2 separate regions of the Rattus norvegicus genome follow, and region 2 is linked to region 1. A link is a contact called in public Hi-C data. All regions are on one chromosome and are shown on one strand. The core of a region is the stretch at or near the end of the contact, and the rest is flanking DNA. Distances in the headings are between cores, read along the strand shown. Region 1 holds the start of Ahcyl1 (adenosylhomocysteinase-like 1). Region 2 holds the start of Eps8l3 (EPS8 like 3).

Region 1 (6,817 bases), core at 1,739-4,238:
CCTAAGTCATACAATAAAGTTCTATTCTAAGTCTGGTCCAGTGAACCTGAAACTAGGACAATCCTCTATTTCCTGACTCTGAAGGAGTATAAGAGATGTATAGTCTTCAATCTCCAGGAAGCTCACAGCCTGGAGACCAAAATGTGCAGAGAAAGTACAAAGAACCTGGAGAAAAAAATTGTTTTAAAAAATCAAATCCAAAATATAGATATGCCAGTGCTTGAAAAATGATTTGTCTCAAGACACATATTTTTTTTAATTCAGGGGAGAGTTCCTAGCTGATTTCTAAAGACTCAGCTGAATTGAATCCAGGGGCTCCAATAATAGTTTGAACAAAATCAAAAAGATGAAAGCTCCTGAGTGGGCCAGTTGTGGTTCCCAGGCCCCAGTTCTAAAGAGAAAGGGCCTGCCTGGCCCTGTATGGCTGAGCTTAGTGTTCTGGTTTCTTCTCTTTGTCCCCTTTGGCCATAGAATTCCCAAGGAGAGAAATCTGACTGCTCTGAAGAGTGGGCACATGAGAGAATGCTAACATTTTAAGACATCGTGATCCTTCGAGGTACTTCAACAGCCCTCTTCAAACATCCACAGGTTTCTCATAGCAAGAATTCAGTGGTTCCAGAAACCTTGAGCACTGGAATATTGGGGGAGGGGTAGTGTCTTTTAAGACCACTTTTTTCTTGATGAAGTTGAGTCTTTAAAACCTGGTAAGGTCAGGAATGGTGGCACAGGGTAAGAGATCAAGGCCAGCCTGGGTTACATAGTGAGACCCTATCACAAACAACCTACAACCCAGTGAGGTGATGGATATAAAAGAATGGACTTAGAGAAGAAATTAGGGGAAAGGTCCTCAGGAAGACTTACTCCCAGCATAGTAGAGAAGAATCTGGCTTCTTTGAGTCCACCCAAGAGAGAAGGGTAAAGCAAAGGAATGAAAAAAGAGTCGCAGGAGGCAGCTAGATGTGTAGTGTACTAGAGAGCTTGAGGGAGATTGTGGCCGCTGAGAAATCCCAATGGTGAGATGGCTGAAATCTCTTTTCGGAACATTTCAGAAAATGTAATTGAAGACTGTTTGCTGTGTGATGTAACCTCTCCCCTGCGACCCACAAAACTTCATTAAAAGTTCTGCTACATGTTATAGCCTCATTTTTGTGGTCTAGGGGTGAGAGTTGGAAAGAGAAAGGGGCCGATTTGACTATAAGAGCTAAAGAAACAGTAAGACTGGAATAGTGAATAAAATTTCGGATGAGGCAGCAGACTAGGGCCAAAGGTGACCATGAAAACCTAAGTCCCCTCAGTAATTCACAGAAATCCTGGGGACAGCATTGTACTTTCCACAGGACATAGGAATTGGAGCCAATGTCATCTGAATGGCTTTCAAAGGATAAGATACCTCAGTTGACCCCAGCTTACAAACAGGCTTTCCCTTCTCAAATGGATGAGTTCTTGGAAACATAAATATGCCACATACACCTCTATCATCCCAGGGCCTTTAACGGGAGACTGTACACAGTAGAACCCAGAGACTGTGCTAGTCCAAACTGAATGCCCTGCACTTGCACACTCACTGCAAGTGGAGCTGGCAGGGAAAGACTACTGCCTAGAGAGTGCGTGGAGCAAGAGAACAGATTTGGCTGTGGCTTTTTCTCAATCTGCCCTGTTCTCTGCCCTCTGATCCACCCATCAACCTTATCTTAATGACCTCTTCACATCAGCACTGCAGCCCTTAGAAGGTCTTGTAAACAGACAAGGCCCAGGAGGAGATGGTGATGGAGGTCATAAAGGGTTGTGTAGAAACCAGACTACTCTCAGCTTGTTCTGCCCCCTGTGAAGTCAAAAAGCAAACACTGTCCCCTGGAAATAGGCTTCTGGTCCAAAGGGCCCAGGGTGTGTGTGGGCCGCCAGTGAGTAGTGAGTAGGTCTCCAACACTGAATTTTCCCATGGAGGGCCGGAAAATGCGTCCGATAGAATTCTGGCTTATGCTCCCAAGTATTGCTTTTGATATGCCATCTTCCCGATTCCCGACGCCCTTTCACCTCCGCATTCCGAGGTCTCCTGGGGAATTGGCAGTCCCAAGACCCTCAGTCTTGTGGCATCTTTATAGGAACCACACAGGGCTCAACAGGGCTGATGGCACCACCTGGCGGCAGACAAGGTACAACTACTCACCCTTGGAAGCTAATCATCCCGGAGCAGGAAAGGAGGGGCGGTTCCTGCGGCCCGGTCTAGCGTGATGACGTCACTAGAGCGCGCCATTTCTCCCCGCCTCTTTCCCCACCCTCCTTGGTGCTGCCAGTACTTGACGTGGCGTCTCCGCCCTCTACCCTTACTTTGCGTGCGTGCTTGCGTGTGGCGGAGGTGGCTGCGCGGGCAGGTCGGAGCTGCGTGCTGTTGCTTCTGGTTCTTCTGTGGCCGCCGTCGCTGTCCGGCAGGCTTGGGTTGAGAAGCCGACAAGGCGCGCGGGTCACAGCCCTTCGGAAGCCCAAGGAGCTCGGCGCGGGGCCTGGCGGGAAGGCGGGCGAGCGCGTGGCCCAGGGCGCCGCGCGGACGGGCGGGCGCCCGTGAGGGGAAGAGGCGGGGGCGGCGGGTTAGCCGCGGGCCGGGCCGGCCGGGGGATGTCGATGCCTGACGCGATGCCGCTGCCCGGTGTCGGGGAGGAGCTGAAACAGGCCAAGGAGATCGAGGACGCCGAGAAGTACTCCTTCATGGCCACGGTCACCAAGGCTCCCAAGAAGGTGCGGGGGCTCTGGGTGGCGGCGAGGGCCCTCGCGGAAGGGGCGCGAGCAAGCCCCGGGCCCGGACTCGGGTAGTTCGGGACTTCGGGCTAAGGTTTGGGGTGCTCAGGACCATTGACACGATAAAGGGGGTGGCCGGTGAGCGGCGATGGGCCTATCTAGAGCCAAAGAGGCCGCTCTGACCTCGCTTTTCTTTGTCCCTCGGCCGGAGTCCTCCTGGATCTTTCTGAAGCCCGACAGGGCCAGGCCTTAAATTCGCGACAGACTTTTCCTGGATGGAGGAGGGCCTTGAAGACGAGATTGGGAGGGGGTGAACGACTCATCTGACCTGTCCAGGGGATGAGGGTGTGCAGGAAATTTCCCCTCAGGTGAGTGGGGGAAATCAGGCAGCGCTTTTTCAAGGCATCTCTTGGGGAAGAATTGGCTGTTTCACCAACAACTGCGTGATAGCTTAGAGGCAAGAGGAAAGAACTATATGAACTGGTTTGTGCAGCTGAAGGTTCTAAAAGCAACAAGAGATTGAAGGGCAAAATGATACTCTCCTTTCAGTCTTCCACTTGTTAGGAAGTATGAGAGAAAGGAAAATTTAGAGGTTGGTGACAGTAGACACTGACATGGATGCGGGCTGATCCCAGTCATGTGAATAGATCACTTAGACATCCCTCCAGAAAGAAGCTTGGGTGGGTTGGAGAGGTGGGTGGTAAGAAATGATTGCTCATTCTTTACTGCACTTACTGAAGCAGAACAAGTTCAGCCTATTGTGCTGAGGGTTGAGCTCAAAGGACATCCTTGTACTGCTCTTGGAAAAGGTGATCCAAGGAGGACTGAGTCTAACCAGCTCTCTCAGTGGTGGGATTGGGATCCCCAGTGCTTTCTGTCAAACATTCTCTGACCTTCCTCTAGCCTGGTACCCAATTAGCAGTCTACCAACAGCAAGAGGTGACCTTTCTGAAATATTTCCCTCTTGTTTAAAGTCATTTCAAAGCTCATCCTACCTATGGTATTTGTGGGGTTCAGGGATGATATAAATTCAGCAGAGCAAGGTTTGCAGAGATAGTTAATCCCCAAGGTTCCTGCACCTGAACTAGTTAGGCTGCTCTCAGTGCCTGAGAGAACTTTATTTTCCTCCAGGAAACTAATTGGTCTCAGAAAAAGAAGTCATCACTGTGTTTTAGCTCTGCTTTCTCACACAATTGAGATTGTTACCAAGAACACCTTTAAAGGGTTTATAGAAGATCCCTTGATCCTAAGGGATCCAGTTGACCTCATTTTTAGTGCTCTCATTCTCCTGACTGCTTTGTTGGAGAAGTGACCTTTTGCAGTCTGCACTATTTGAATACAAAGTTAGAGTTCTTACAAGCAAAATACTTTCGTGCAGTACCTTGGATGACTTAAGGGAAAGAATTGGAAACCCTGATAGCTGAATCCCCCTGACTCTTATTTATCTCTTACCATAAGCCCACCTTTTGTCTAACTACTCCAGAGAGTATTGGTCATTTTTATTGTTCCTTTTTTTCTTTCAGTGTAACTATATTCTTGCAAGTCAATATTGATAAGCCAAAATCTGTATTATACATTGTAAACTCATAGAGGCAAGGACTCTCATTTACCAGTGTACATATGGGGCCTAGTTCTGTACCTTGCATATAGTACTTAAGCATATAGTACTTAATTGTTAATTGCCAATCTAGATAACCAGTAGCTGAGATGCTAAATGCCAACACCAGTAAATATCTCTTTTTCTTTTCTTCTTTCTGAGAGGAATATCACAAATGAGTATTATTGTGAAGCCAAGTGCTAATGACTTTAGAGACTCATTTTCCATTAGCTAAAATAAGCAAGTCTCTGCCAGGAGTGTGGGAAGACCCTGTTGTAAATTTCCATTTGCTAGTATATGTGTCCTCATGTTATTAATCTTGTTCTTTGAGTTTTGTTGTGTGGTACGTACATTGTACTTGTATTAAAATGCATTACGATGACTAATTACCTTCCCTTAATGATGGTGATAGGAGGCATTTATTTAGTTAATGGGCCAGTTGAGGACTAGTCAAGGTCATGTAGTAAATTCTGGGTAACTGGTTTTGGTTTTTTATTCCCTCTCAGAATTTCAGCTCCTAGACGTTATGACTTCGGTCACTTTGAACCTCTTCCATGTGTAATGTGATAAAGTATGGAAAAGGTGAGGAGGGTGCAGGAGAACTTGGCTTGGTACTGAATAGTGTGAGAAAAGGGTCTCTTTAAAATGGCGCAGTCTTCATCCAAAAGGATCCCAGTTTGACTCTAAACTGGGTAATCTTTGGATCATTCCCATTCCTGGGGCCCCTCTGGAACTCAGGATATTCCTAGGGTCATAGGTGACTTTAATGCTTCTCAATCGGGTCAGATTCTAGTATGCTTTTCTTGCCAGGTTTTAATTATTGTTTGCTTTGTTTGAGGTACAGTATATGCCCATCGAGCAAAAGCATTTCTTATTCTCCCAACTATAATGATGCCCAATTTTGTATTCTTGGATGGCTACTCCAGTGCTAAGGGTATTACAGGGCTTGCTAGTTTGATTCAAGACTTGAATATTTGTCAGTCAAGAAGCCAACTACTATTAATCAGTATCCCCTTAAGTGAATAACTCATGTGCCTCAGTTTCTGCATTTGCCTAATTAATGTCTGTTTTTTGGAACTTGAAAGACATTTGAAAGTTAAGATAGCAACAGCAATTGGATTTTTGGGGGGGGGGGTTGGGTTTTTTTTTTTTTTTCTTTTTCTTTTTCTTAGAGTTGGGGACCGAACCCAGGGCCTTGCACTTGCTAGGCAAGCGCTCTACCACTGAGCTAAATCCCCAACCCCAACAGCAATTGTTTTAAAGTATATTTTATTCCCTCCTTAAAATTTTTAGTACATTAACTTATGGAGGGAGGATATGTGTGCATGGAGGAGTCAGGATAATTTACATGAGTCTATTCTTTCCTTCTGTCTTGTGGGTCCAGGCGATCAAACACAGATTGTCAGGCTTGCAGCAACTGTCTTTACCTGCTGAGCATCTTGCTGGCCCTGTCCCCTCTTTTCAGTGAGCATTTGTTGTGACTTGTAGGGGGTCATAAATGCCATATACTGGGAAGATAAAACTTAAGAAATAATGAAAAAATGTTGTTAACCTTGAAGGCTAAGATCATTAGTGATACAGGTTATCATAAGCAATTCCATAAACATCCTCACACCTAGAGAACATGAAAAGATAGTAGTCTTGTCCCATAGTAGACATGAGAAATAATGGAAGACATTTTTTCTTGACTGAGAATTATGGAGGCAGTTTTCATGGGACCACATTGATTGCTGTGCTATAACTTACATGATAAAGCTTATTCACAACTTATAAGTGCTTTCAGGAAGTATGTTTGTCAGGAAAGCCTGAAGTGAGAAGCACTCCTTTAGTAGTAAGGAGAAGTGTACCACAACTGAAGGAGAACACTGTTAAATGTTGGCAGTTACTCAAAACAAATCTGCTACATTGTTGTAGTGCAGACAGTAACTGTCTTTGGAGCTTCAGAGACTGACAGTGTGTCAGATTGTTGGTTTTCCATAAATAAACCCCCATGTCTAATTTATTGATGAAATCTCCTTTGATGGTTAGGTTTCTCTAAATATCTCTTTCTTTCAGAATTTCTTTCACAATATTACTCTTTCTCTGAGTTTCTGCCATCTCAGAAGGAAGGACACAGGACTCTGCTGAGTGGCATATTAACATTTAGCCTTTTACTGCTTAGTTGCTATTTAATCAGATTGTTAATGTTATCTTGAAGATGTAGAAGTTTATTTTAAATTTTTAAAATGTAAACCTTCGTCTGTGTTTCTAAGTCTAGAAGAGGTGACTACATACAGAGCACGTGTAGAAGGCAGAGAATTAGAATCGTCTCACTTTGGCCTGTCTGAGGAATTGCCTTTTAGTTGCTGCATTAGACTATGCATAATGCATAATCTTTTGAGCCTCAATCTTTGAAGAATTTCATGAAACAATTGTTTCTGTCCTTAGAAAAATTCAGAGGAGCACAAAAATGCATATTTACTTCTAGAGGGTTTAATAGGGCTGCCT
Region 2 (6,940 bases), core at 4,187-6,686, 190 kb before region 1:
TGGTTCAGCACCTCCTGGACCCCCAACAACACATGGCCTTGAGTAGATGGTTATGAAAACCCCAAAACTCCCCACCCTGGTCCTGCTATAATCCCATAATTCCCAGCCTTGGTTCCCAGCTCTGCCCTGTCTACCTGGGGAGTCTGGAAGCCCCTGACCACCTTCAGTTACCTCATCCCTCTCTGGGTTCTCAGGAGAGGGAGCACGCCTCGGGGGAGGAGGCAGAGTGAAGCCATTGGGTTCTCGGGCACTTGGGTAGTGTGTCAGGGACCTTGAGGATGGCGTGATGCCTGTGGTGGATGGCGAGGGATCATGAGCTTACAACTTCTTTGACTTGATCCAAACCTTCTCCAATACCTGCCTTCAGACAAACTTACTTCGTTCTGGGGTCATGTCGTGTGGCCGTTCTGGAGGAAACCTGGGCTCTGGAGAGAACCTCTGCTCCAGAGGGGGTGCCTGATGTATAGGGATTGGCCTTTGCAGGGGAGACCCCTTCCATCTGTCCTGGCCTGGATGATGGACTCCAAATCGAGGTCTGTTGAGGGTATAGTGAAAGATATAACTTTGATAACATCTTGAGGAGCGGGGGGAGGGAGAGAGAGACAGAGAGATAGAGAGACAGAGAGACATAGAGACACACAGAGAGAAACTTAAGCCCATACTTCTGCCCCATGGACTTCACCATCTTTCTCTAAGAACCCAACTCCTCCGTAGCTTCTACTTGAGCCTCCCTGACTCCATCATGTTTCTTCTGCCCAGTCCCTGGGCTTTCCTGGGTTCTATATCAGCCTCTGTAGATAGTATCTAGTACACTCAGCATGTTCTCCATGCCCCTCATCGGTCTAAGCCTTCATTAGTTCTAGGCATGTGTCTGTCAGATACCAGAATCATGAGTTCTCCTAATGTGCAGCCAGGATGTGACCCTTAAACATGAGCTAAGAAACCCCATATGTCACAGGGCAGAGGCAGCCTACCTTTCTTCTAGCTCTTCTTCCAGGGCCTTCTGCAGGCTTGTCCTCAGCTGCTCTGCCTGAAGGAAGCATCAGGTATTACAATGTGTGTGTGAGTGTGTGTGTGAGTGTGTGTGTGTGTGAGTGTGTGTGTGAGTGTGTGTGTGTGTGTGTGTGTGTGTGCGTGTGTGTGCGCGCACGCGTGACGATCACCAGACTCCACCCCTGGCCACCGTATCCAGTCACTCACCCCCACTTCCTGGCATTGGAACAGCATAGTACTGATGCCTGGCAGGCCAGACTCCTGCACAGTGACAGACAGGATGGAGTCGTAGGAGCAGGTGTTAAGTGCTACATCTATGGCCTTGATGTTATCCAGGCGGTAAGAATCCAGATCCTCCTAAAACAGATGGAAAGGCCAAGAGTGAGGTCACCGAGAGACACTGACCCCTGAAGGGGTCATTCCTGCCCTCAGTGGGCTGGTAGAGTTTCTATCCTGATTCTTAGGCCTCTTCCCTACTTCCCACCCTGCCTCTACCTGGTTGGAGATGTGTGTTGGATGTGGAGAGGCACTGAGAAGCAGGCAGAGAGCCTGATCCTTGCTCTATAGCATCCTGGGTTAGCTAGGACCCATGACTGGGTTTAGAGGGAAGGCTGACCTTAGTCTCAATGTCCAGCAGCTGGAGCCAGCCATCTTTGACCTGCAGGAACAGGTTTTGGCTCCACACTCGGCCCTGGGCATCCATCTCCTGAAGCTTCTGTAAGGCATCCTTTGGCTCCCGGACTCTTTGTGTCCCCAGCTTGCACGTCATCAGATGCTAAGGGGAGAGGAAGAGACTGGTTTTGGAGGAGGTTTGGAGAGAGGATCCCTGATAGTTAGCAGACAGGGAAAAGACGGTGAGGGAGGAAGGTGTGTCCTTGGTCCCCCATGAAGGGAGGTCATGTTTCTCAATATAGCTCATAGAAGTTGGATTCTTGAAGAGGCTTCCAGGTCTAGAGCTAAGGTGATACACGGAGTGTTCCAGGACCACTGTGCGGTCATTGGTGTGGGTTCCAATCATCCGACAAAATAATCCATGTTCCTCTGTGTGGGCTGCAGGACCTTCCTCAGTCCATTTGCTGCATTTAGGACATATTGTCCCCAGGTCTGTGACCTCACTTGCCTGACCCGTGCCTTTATCCATACCTGTTGCCCATACCCAGATGTCTTTCCAGCTCTGCCAACCCAGAGCTGCGGGGCTCTCAGGAAGGTCAAGGATCTTCTTCCTGATTCTTGCACAGAGAGACCTGAAGCGCTCTCAGGCTCCCCCCAAGTCCGTGCCATTTCCCTTAGCCACCCTCTTCTCTTCCCAAAGCCAAATGTTGGCTTCTTGAATCATCCTCCAATTGTGCGCCAGATTCCTGTTGTGGACAATCAGTCTAACTCCTGCCCCTGGACTGTCAGTCCTCACTTTTGAACAGCTGCAGCCTGCGGCCACACTGCCAGTAATTCAGCAGAGCCCAATAGCCTGTTGCCCTGAGCCCACCTCCTCTTGCTCTCACCTGATGGGTCTCAATGAAGCCAGTTCTCAGCCCTACTCTACAGAGAAGCTAAATAGTGGCTGGGGAGCCCCTTCTCTATTGTACTGTGAGTTTCTTACTTGTCTCTTAACACCAGAGGCTGGGGTGGGTTCTGTCCATCCCCTACTCCCATGCACTGTGACCCCTACCATGTCCTAGTTGAAAAAGTTCTTCTGACCACATCCTTGTCATTTTAAAGCCAATTAAAATGACCAGATCACCAAGTGCCAGCTGTCCACTTGGGTGGGGCCAAAGACTCCATTCCAGTGGCTCGACCCGGTCTGGGAGTGCAGGATAACTCTCCCCTCTATGACATTGGCCCTTATAGCTGCAACCCTCATACCTTTTCCCCAGCAGCCCTGTGTAATCCTGAACAAAGTGCAGGAGATGGGCTGGGAAACAAGGGAGATCAAAAAGATAGCTTTCTGTGGCTCTTGACTATTTACTCTGTCACTTCTGTCTAGGGACCCAGCACCCATTCCCACAACCTCTAGCTGGACCTGCCTGGAACTATCCTATACTCCCCTTGGCTCGGCAGACCCTTAGGCCTCAAGATAGGTGACTGACTCCACAGAGTTCAGTCAGGTCGAGCTGCTGTGTCAGGGTCAGGCTTCTATGTTTTGGTAAGGCAGTGGGCACACAGGAATGCTAGCTCTACTCAGAAACTGTTGGCCCCAGCGGTACTCACCTCCACCCTGTGCTGCAGGAGGGTAGGTTCTGAGGCCAAGCTCTGGGAGTATTCCTTCCGGTGCACTGTGGGTACAAAGTCAAGGGCAGTGGGCAGCAGAAGGGAGGTGAGGCTTGGACAATTGCAGGGATAGTGGAGAAGATGGGGTTTGGAGAGCTTGGCCCAGAGTGGGACTGAGCAGGGAAGGAAAGGAATGAAGCTTACAGTAGATGGCTCTGCTGCTGGGCCGGGACATGTCGACACTGCTGAGGACAGCTTCCTAGAATCACAATAAACCAGAGACAGTCATCGGACTAAGGAACAGGAGTACAAGGCTTGGCTGCTGTTGCTCTGACCTGGGGACTCTGTGACCAGAACTAAAGCCCTTGACTCCAGGGGACCAATCTAGCCATCTGATGTCCTGCTCCAGAAGTCCTCATCTTGTTAGGTTTGGAGACCATGGATCAGGGGAGGAGGGGCCTGCCTGGGGCAGGGGGCACTACATGGATGGCTTCCCATTATTTGAATCTGGGCTCAGATCTTACTCTGGGAGTAGATGTGAAAGAGACCATGAATGAGTTGCTTCTGTTGGGAGGGCAGAGGCCTCAGTTACAGTAGCAAGCCCTGTTTTAATTCTGCAAATAGGGAGGAAGCTCCCAGCTAATGACCCTGCCTGGTGTGTGTGTGTGTGTGTGTGTGTGTGTGTGTGTGTGTGTGTGTGTGTGTGTGTTAGATTAGAGATAGAAGATAGACAGACTTGCGGTGGGAGGTGCTCTGTGGAACTTGCTAGGGACCTACACTCATCTGATGTCTGACCACCACTCCTGCCTCTTTTCCTTTTGGTGCTCCCAGATGCTCTCCCAGAGACCCTCCCCACCTGAACTCCCTAAATCCAGCTCACAGCCAACTGCCTGGTATAACCACAGCCTGCCCAGAGTGTTCCCAGATGCCATTGTCAGCGCTGCCCGTTCCCCCCTAACAACAGTAGTGGTCACAGCAGTCCTGACAACTGGTAATTCTCCAGCACCAAGTGGTGAGCGTAGCTTTAAGGGATTTGCCTCAGTGACCCAGCAAGTACTCAAAAGAACCCCAGACCTGAAGCTGTTATCCCCACTTCTCAGATGAGGACTCTGCCACTCAAAGAGGACAACAGGCCTAGGGTCACACTGATTGTTTAGTAGGGAAATGAACCGGAACTATGTGGCTTACAAATGTGTCCCTGTTACTAGGTAGTGGGTCATAGAGGAGGGCCGCACTAGAACACACATCTTTTGAGATGGAGTGGAATTAAATGTCATGCAGTTGTATGTGCTGGGTGTGTGTGTGTGTGTGTCAAGAGAATGTGTTATCCATGTGCCTTTAACACAGTTTTGTGCGTCTTCATGTATCGATCGGCTTGGCACACTTGGGTTCTTTGTAACCCTGGAATATCCTGACCAAAGTGTAAGGGAGCACCCACGCCCATATATGGGGACTGTTATGAAAATGATAGAGAGCGGGTAAGGTGACTCACAGGTGAAAAAATTATTCTCCAAGTGAGCGTCATGGCAACACAGACAAGCAGCTGATCTCTGTTCCCCTATCAGGGAGAGCCCCTTTCCTAGAAGAGCAAAGGGTGCTAGAATCCTGTTCCTTTCCTCTACCTTCCGTCACCCTCTAGGCTGTGGCATTCAATTCCTGCTTCTAAATGGAAGAAAAAGGAGCCCTTTTCAGATTAGCCCTGTCCCAGTCTTCCACATCAGGATGGTCCCTATAGGTCACCAGGGGCTCCTGTTGGCTGGTAGAGATAACAGCTACTGCTAAAGAAACTACACTCCAGGGCTGGGGGCTGTTTGACCTGCCTGGGCCTTTTTAAGGTCAGGCATTGGCCTTTGCTCTCCCTTGTATACATAGGTATGTATAGAGCAAGGAAGGAATATTTATAAGGCTGACCTTGGAGGAAGCCTTCTAGAGCTCCTTGCCTTTCCTGGTCTCCAGCAGGTGTCTAAGTTCCCGAGGCTAATCCTTGCTCCTGAATCTAAGAAGATACCACAAGATGTCCCAACCATAGGAAGCCACAGCGGTGTCCATGCTGGCCCCAGGATCTCCAATCCTTGCTATTCGCTGGAGATAGGCTCTTACCTGATTCCCAGTGCAGTCTGGTGTCTGGTCTCCCAAGGAAGCCGATGCTTGAGCCAGTGGTCCAGTGTTGTCCGAGGGAGTTCTGTTTTGGCTTCTCTGCCAGCGCCGCAGGCAGAGACCTACTGGTGATCAGGTGGCCTGAGAGCCAGGAAGCAGGCTTTGAGGAAGCCACACCTGTGGTCTTTGGACTCTAGAGGGCGGGGAGGCCTTTCAGGCCACCAACCGCACAGCACTGTAGTGGACCTAAGTAAGTATGCTGACAGGTGCCAGAGCCTCACCAGAGACCCCTGTTCCCCAGCTTCCTCCTTGTTGGCCTCTGGCCTCGGGTGTGGCCCCTCATCTCCCTACCTTTTACATATCTCCTCTGGGGCCCCTGGATTAGCATCAGGCACTGGGGCCACAAACAAGAAAAGGAATATGTGGTCTCGTGAGCCTAGTTTCTGAGTTAGGGACAGGCTACTGATGGACCAGAGGCCCAAGCAAAGCTTTGGGTTGGTACGTGTGTTTTATGCTAATGTGCTGCACTCATGGGTGTGGTGTGTGCCCAAGTCTTGCCTGTGAATAGAACATGGCCTGTCAGAGGAGTTGAGCTAGGGTCACTTGGGCATGACAATGAGGGTTCTTTCGTCCTGGTCATGTCCACCTTCTGTCCCCTCTCTACCCTGGCCACACTTGTTCTTTACTCTTTCTTCCTCACCTTGCCCTACCCTAAATAGATAGATACCTTCAAACCAAGGCCTCCCTTCGATATTCAAGAACCCGCCTAGTACCTGCAAGTTGCATTGTTTAAAAACCTCCTATAGTGCCTGGAGCAGGCCAGACTTCTTACCTTCTGGAAACTCATAGCTGGGAGTAGGAAGTCAGACATAAACAGACATGAAAGGAATGAGGCAGAAGTAGAAGGAAGGGGGGATGGGCAGGGATGCTCATGTGGGAGCTAGGCCTCTTGGGACAGAGCCTCAGGCCCTGTTGGGGTTAGGATGTGTGGAGAAGACTCATGCGGATCATATAACTCGCCTACAGTCAGGATTCTGTCCTTGGCTTCCTCAGGACCCACTGAGAGATGATGTCCTGCTCCCAACATTCATGCAGCATTGTTCTGATGGCCTTAGAGTCCAGGGACCTAGGAAGGACCTGAATTGGTATGAGCCCCCAGGGAAGTCCATTGGGCAGCCAATTTCTGGGGCCTAGAGGTCAAACTGCCTGTTGGATCAGCACCACGCCATGATCCTATGTGAACTAGCCCTCTAGACCTCCCTGGGCCTTCTCTTGGTTGGGGTCTTAGCCACATGTACCGCTTCCAGGTTTGAATGACCTACTCTTTATTGCCTTCCCTCATCAAGGCCATAGTCATATTTCATTCTCAGGCTTGGCTTGGGTGACCAGCCAGGACCTCATTCTTCCCAACTCAGACCAGACCCTGTCTCTCAAGTCAACGTAAACAGAGCAAGGATTTCCACAGGTTACCTGGAAACAGAGTTGGGCAGAGACTCAACCCACAATAGAGACCTAGCCGACATCTTTGGACTAGGATGAGTACCAGCAGGAACTCTCAATATCGTGAACTCCATGATCCTTTGGGTGTCCTTAGAGTTGTGGGACTGGAGCTTTTTGGTGCCAGGCGCTTGGAAGTTGACTAGAG

The links. Hi-C and Micro-C count contacts between places; a contact is called where the count stands out from the background.
Region 2: a contact with region 1 is called in a Hi-C map of kidney, with 3 times the contacts expected there. The contact joins the promoter of Eps8l3 here to the promoter of Ahcyl1 in region 1. A contact is called at or near these places in 2 of 12 Hi-C or Micro-C datasets (hepatocytes and kidney).

What each region holds. Positions count from the first base shown.
Region 1 is chr2:198,012,282-198,019,098 of GRCr8, reverse strand. It overlaps Ahcyl1 (adenosylhomocysteinase-like 1), which reads left to right and starts at 2,988. Exons shown (of 16, transcript NM_001108561.1): 1 at 2,988-3,101. It overlaps LOC120100914 (a long non-coding RNA gene), which reads right to left and starts at 2,303. Exons shown (of 3, transcript XR_005501202.2): 1 at 2,168-2,303.
Region 2 is chr2:198,201,358-198,208,297 of GRCr8, reverse strand. Eps8l3 (EPS8 like 3) reads right to left here and starts at 5,436. Exons shown (of 19, transcript NM_001106463.1): 1 at 5,299-5,436; 2 at 3,403-3,457; 3 at 3,199-3,263; 4 at 1,610-1,768; 5 at 1,201-1,350; 6 at 975-1,030; 7 at 378-535; 8 at 172-290; 9 at 1-14. The coding sequence starts at 3,433.